Regions from separate parts of the Mus musculus genome. Here region 2 is linked to region 1. Evidence: chromatin contacts called from public ChIA-PET data. All regions are on one chromosome and are shown on one strand. The core of a region is the stretch at or near the end of the contact, and the rest is flanking DNA. Distances in the headings are between cores, read along the strand shown.

The links. ChIA-PET counts read pairs in DNA pulled down with a chosen protein or histone mark.
Region 2: a contact with region 1 is called in an RNA polymerase II ChIA-PET map of effector CD8 T cells, with 6 read pairs. The contact joins two enhancer-like sites. A contact is called at or near these places in 3 of 39 promoter capture datasets (liver and pre-B cells) and 2 of 115 datasets of contacts at active chromatin or transcription factors (effector CD8 T cells and pancreatic cancer cells).

The regions. Positions count from the first base shown.
Region 1 is chr7:45,068,612-45,071,242 of GRCm38.p6, forward strand. All of the region lies in intron 1 of Nosip (nitric oxide synthase interacting protein), which reads left to right. Among named protein-coding and RNA genes, the nearest start is that of Nosip, 7.5 kb to the left of the region's middle. Within about 2 kb of position 1,295, at least 45 of the 459 cell types and tissues checked have an H3K27ac peak or open chromatin away from gene starts, as enhancers often do. A contact at or near this core is called in effector CD8 T cells and pancreatic cancer cells, where this site is marked.
Region 2 is chr7:45,797,786-45,800,416 of GRCm38.p6, forward strand. Lmtk3 (lemur tyrosine kinase 3) reads left to right here. Exons shown (of 15, transcript NM_001290990.2): 12 at 414-808. Among named protein-coding and RNA genes, the nearest start is that of Lmtk3, 14 kb to the left of the region's middle. Within about 2 kb of position 1,341, at least 130 of the 459 cell types and tissues checked have an H3K27ac peak or open chromatin away from gene starts, as enhancers often do. A contact at or near this core is called in effector CD8 T cells and pancreatic cancer cells, where this site is marked.

The sequences.
Region 1 (2,631 bases), core at 45-2,544:
ATTTTTTTTTTTAAAGATTTATTTTTTATGTGCATTTGTGTTTCCTGTGTGTATATCTGTATGAGGGTACCAGATCCCCTGAAACTGGAGTTACAGACAGTTGTGAGCTCTCACGTGGGTACTGGGAATTGAACCCTGGTCAGCAGGTCCTCTGGAAGAGCAGCCAGTGCTCTTAACTGCTGAGCCGAGCCATTATTTTTCCAGCCTCCAGATCTGAATTTTTATTTCTTGTTGTGCTCTGCTAGAATTCTGTGTACCACTGTGCTATAATGCTTGTTTTGAAGATGCAAGTTCCTTTCCATGCCCGTGAAACGGGAACTTCATCTTGACTTAAAAGAAGAGCTAAGGGAGTCAGAGCCTGGAGACAGTGTTTGCCTGAGATAGCCCCATTCCCCTCCCTGTAGGGAACCACACTCACCCACACATGGAAGTGGAACAGCTCTTCTCCACCTGTGGGTCACTTGTCTGTGGAGCCATGACACACATTGTTCCACAGCCCCTGTGGTTGCCTAAGTATGCAGAATTTCAAAATTAGGGCCAGGCCTGGTGGTCACCATTCCAATTCCAGTAGAGGTCAGCTTTCAAGAATCTCCTTCTCTTCTTCCACCATGTGGGTACCTGGTATGGATCTTAGGTCGTCAAGCTTTATGGCAAGCCCCTTTAGGCCCTGAGTCACTCCCTTCCGTTGTTTGTTTCTTTGTTGAGACTGTTTTACCATGTAGCCATGGCTGGCCAAAACCTCTCTATGTAAAGATTATGAGTGTTTTGCAGAGGTGGTGTGTGTGTGTGTGTGTGTGTGTGTGTGTGTGTGGTCTCTAGAGCTCATGTACTTAATGTCTCTGGAGGTCAGAGAGGGCATTGCATACCCTGGAATTAGAGTTATAGATGGTTGTGAGCCACCATGTCAGTGCTGGAAGTTGAGTCCAGGTCCTCTGTAGAAGCAACAAGTGTGGGGATGAAGAGGACTCCTCCGGTTCTCTTTCAGAGGACTGGGGTTCAATTCCCAACACCCACATGGCAGCTCTCAATGTCTGTAACTGCGATTCCAGGGGATCCAATACCCTCACCCCCATCCTCTGGCCTCCTTGGCACCAGGCACACATGTTGTGTATAGACATCCATGCAGGCACAGCTGTAGTCCTAGCTGGCCTGAAATGCACCGGGTGCTTTGATAAGAGGCTGTGGTCTTCTATTGGTTAGATTGTCTTCTCTTTCTGTCTAGAGCTGACATTTCTCAGCTGGAGGTGGCTAGCTCAGCTGGTCCTTGCTTGGTGACAGTCACAGGAAACCCTGTGGTGAAGGTGTGAAGAAAAACTGTCTGTAACTGCAGTTCCAGGGGACCTGGCCTCTGCAGGCACCAGACACACATGAGGGGCACAAACATACATGCAGGCAAAACTCCCACGCACATCAAAATAAATCTTTTTTTTTAAAGATTTATTTATTTTTATGCATGTGAATATACTGTTACTGTCTTCATGCACACCAGAAGAGGGCATCAGATCCCAATGCAGATGGTTATGAGCCACCATGTGGTTGCTGGGGATTGAACTCAGGACCTCTGGAAGAGCAGTCAGTGCTCTTAATCACTGAGCCATCTCTCCAGTTGGCTCCAAAGTTAAATACACCGGGCTTGGTGCTACCCACCTGTCTTGTCTAGGACTCCAGAGGTGGATGCAGGAGGATAAGACGTTCAAGGCTATCCTCCTTGAGAGGATAAGCTTAAGAGGCCAGCCTAGCCTTTTTGAGACCTGTTGCGGAAACCATTGGGTGTAGCACTATTGACTGATTGGTCCTTGCAGTCAGACCCCTGCAGCATACATGTAGAGAGCGGACAATTCTTCCATGGCACAGGAGATTGAACTCAGGTTATAGGGTTTGTAAGGCAAGCAAGCATCTTCACCCTGAGCCATCTCACGGGCCCACCTTTGGGTTTTCTGAGACAGGGTCTTTCTCAGTTCTTACTGATCTAGAACCCAATATAGAACCTCCTGCCTCAGGCTTCTGTGTCCTGGGATTGCAGGTGTGGGCCACCACATCTAGGGTCCCTAGTTCATCTCTTCCTGGCGCACACACAGGGAGCAACAGAGTGTAACTGGCCCAGGGCTTCCAACTTTTCATCTGTCAGCACACTCAGATAGAGGGAGGGAGAGAGGATTCCACCCCTTTGGGCCCTGCCTACCGCTTGCGCACTGCAGAAAGCCTCATTCTCAGACCTTATGGGTTTGGTTTCTGTGTGCTTGGTTTCCTTGCAGTGTCGTGGTTGACCAGGCCTTGTGTGCTAGGCAAGTGCTCTGTTAGTGCAAGAGCTCTGCCTCAGCTCTCGGCTCGAGTTTGTGATGTCTCACTAAGTTACTTAGGCCAGGACACTAAGTACCAGGCCTGCCTTTGTTTCTTTTCTTTTCTTTTTCTTTTTTTCTTTTTTTTTTTTTAATAAGAACATGATACTAGGTTTTATTTATTTATTAAGATTTATTTATTTATTATACGTAAGTACACTGTAGCTGGAAGAGCAGTGACTGCTGGAAGAGCAGTCAGTGCTCTTAATTGCTGAGCCATCTCTCCAACCCCCTGTTTCTTTTTAAATAAGCAGTTTATTACATTTGTGTGTGTGTGTGTGTGAGAGAGAGA
Region 2 (2,631 bases), core at 91-2,590, 730 kb after region 1:
ACTGACCAGGGCTGAACTGCTGCTGCCCTTGGCAGGAGGGGTGTGGCCAGAGCGTGTGTGACTGGCTCTTAGAGGTGGCTCAGATTTGGGGCTCCCCCCACCCCCCGAGCTGGAGAACGTGAAGGACTCGGTTCCAGGCAGAGGGAATGGCATATATAAATGTTGAGTTAGGGGGCAAAAATAGAGAGTCCTGAATGCGGCGGGCTCAGAATGGAGAGAACAGCGGGGCGCGGTGCTGTGGAAGAAGCTTGTTGCTCTGGGTGCTGAGAGCATGCATTGCAGTGGGGAGGGGTCTCTCCCACTGTGCGCACAGAAAGGCCTCAGGAGCCCCCCAGCATACAGCTGTGGGCAGAGCCTGACTCTGTGTCAGGCTGTGTGCGGGGCTGGAGCTCACCTGTCTTCTCCCCTTGCAGCCAAACTCTCCCGGCTCTCGCTGGCGCTCCCACCGCTCACGCTCACGCCGTTCCCGGGCCCGGGCCCGCGGCGGCCACCTTGGGAGGGCGCGGACGCAGGGGCAGCTGGCGGGGAGGCCGGCGGGGCGGGGGCGCCGGGGCCAGCGGAGGAGGACGGGGAGGACGAGGACGAGGACGAGGAGGACGAGGAGGCAGCGGGCTCTCGGGATCCCGGGAGGACGCGGGAAGCCCCAGTGCCCGTCGTGGTGAGCAGCGCCGACGGGGACACGGTCCGCCCGCTGCGGGGGCTGCTCAAGTCTCCACGCGCGGCCGACGAGCCAGAGGACAGCGAGCTGGAGAGGAAGCGCAAGATGGTCTCCTTCCACGGGGACGTGACCGTCTACCTCTTCGACCAGGTGAGGGGGCTACACTTAGTGCACGTAGCACCCGGACTGCAGGGAGATGGACCTCCGGGTGGTCCAGGTGAAGGGGGCGGGCCCAGAGGGATTTACGTGTTCTAGTGCCCTGGGTAGCCGGCTCAGTGGGTGGAGCCTGGAAGGAAGTGGCGGCAAGTGGGCGGGGCCTGGGGCAGCGGCCGGGGTGGGGGTGGGGGGCACTGGACGGGGTGAACGGGCATAGCAGGAGTAGAACCAGGAATGGGATAGGGGCTTTTGCTACGAAAGGGCCGGGAAATCAAGGAGAGACCCGAGGAGTGTTGGTGGGTTTAGAAGGCTGTCAGGTAGAAGAAGCCTAGACAGGCTAGGAATAAAATTAGAGACTACTCAAGAGAATGGTTGCAGAGCCTGGGTCTGCTGAGGGCGAAACCTAGTGCTTTGGGGCCTGGTTTTATCGACAACAATCTTGTGGAGTTGACTCTAATATGTGCCTATGTATATTCTTGAGTGGGGGTGTCCCCAATAAGCTTCAAAAGCTTTGCGTGGCCCTGTCAGTGGGTGGAGGGAGGTGTTTGATGTGGGTGCTGGGCAGCAAACTCTGGTAGGCAGGAAAAGGCCTACACCTTAGCCTCTAAGCATCTCCAGCCTCCCGGGGCTGGGCTTTAAGTGGGGCGGATCTCATCACGTGGAGCTTTAATATGGAGTGAGTTTGGCTTGGTCGCCTAGATCAGTAATCTTTGCTCTCAGGAGGCAGAGTCGAGACAATCTATAATTAATGTAATCTGAATAGTTCAGGGCAGCTAGAGCTACATACCGAAACTCTGTCTCAAACAGACAAATAATCAACTTACCAAAGTCATCTGGACCTGAAATCCCCATATTTAAAAAAAAAAAAAGAGGTTTATTGCCTGAGCCTTGCTATGTAAACCTGGGGTGAGACTGTTTGAGGCCAGGTTGTGAGATAGTTGAAAACAGGGTCAGGTGCAGTGTTCAGAGTCATGAGACCAAAGGATTCCAAAATGGGATGGGACTTTTTTTTTTTTTTTTTTTTTGAGACAGGGTTTCTCTGTATAGCCCTGGCTATCCTGGAACTCACTTTGTAGACCAGGCTGGCCTCGAACTCAGAAATCCGCCTGCCTCTGCCTCCCAAATGCTGGGATTAAAGGCGTGCGCTACCACTGCCTGGCCCAAATGGGACTTTTCAATTTTGTTTGTTTGTTTGAGACAGGATTTCTTTGTATAGCTCTGGCTGTCCTGGAACTTTGTAGAGAAGGGTGGCCTAGAACTCGGAGACCCATGTGCATCTTGGTTTCTCTGTATAACCCTAACTGTCCTGGAACTCACTTTGTACACCAGGCTGGTCTCAAACTTAAGAGACCCACCTGACCCTGTCTCCTGAGCGCTGGAATTAAGGGGGTCCCCACCTTGCCAGACTCAAGGTGGGACTTTGAGAGTTTGAGTGGGACTGGGATAATTGTCCCTTGGTGCGTGGCTGGAGTTAGAGGTTGGGAGGCTACAGGACCAGGCTGTTAGCTCCAAGACATAGGTTTGGATCTCTGCCGCCAAGATCTTGGAGGTGGTGCTGCGGGGTTTAGAACAGCGTCTTGCTCGCTGAATTTAGGAATTCCTGAGCTGGGTGGGGCTTTATAGTTAGGTAAGGAACAAAGACCAGGGTGAGATTAGAGCTTGTAGGAACTTTTGAAGGCAGATGAAAGTTCCATTAACTTCTCCATACAATACATCAGCAATTACAAAATGGGGTACTGAAAGCCCCAGCAATATCGTTGGGTTTTATTTAATTATTGAGATGCCGTGGTTGGGTGTGACAATACGTTTCCTATTCT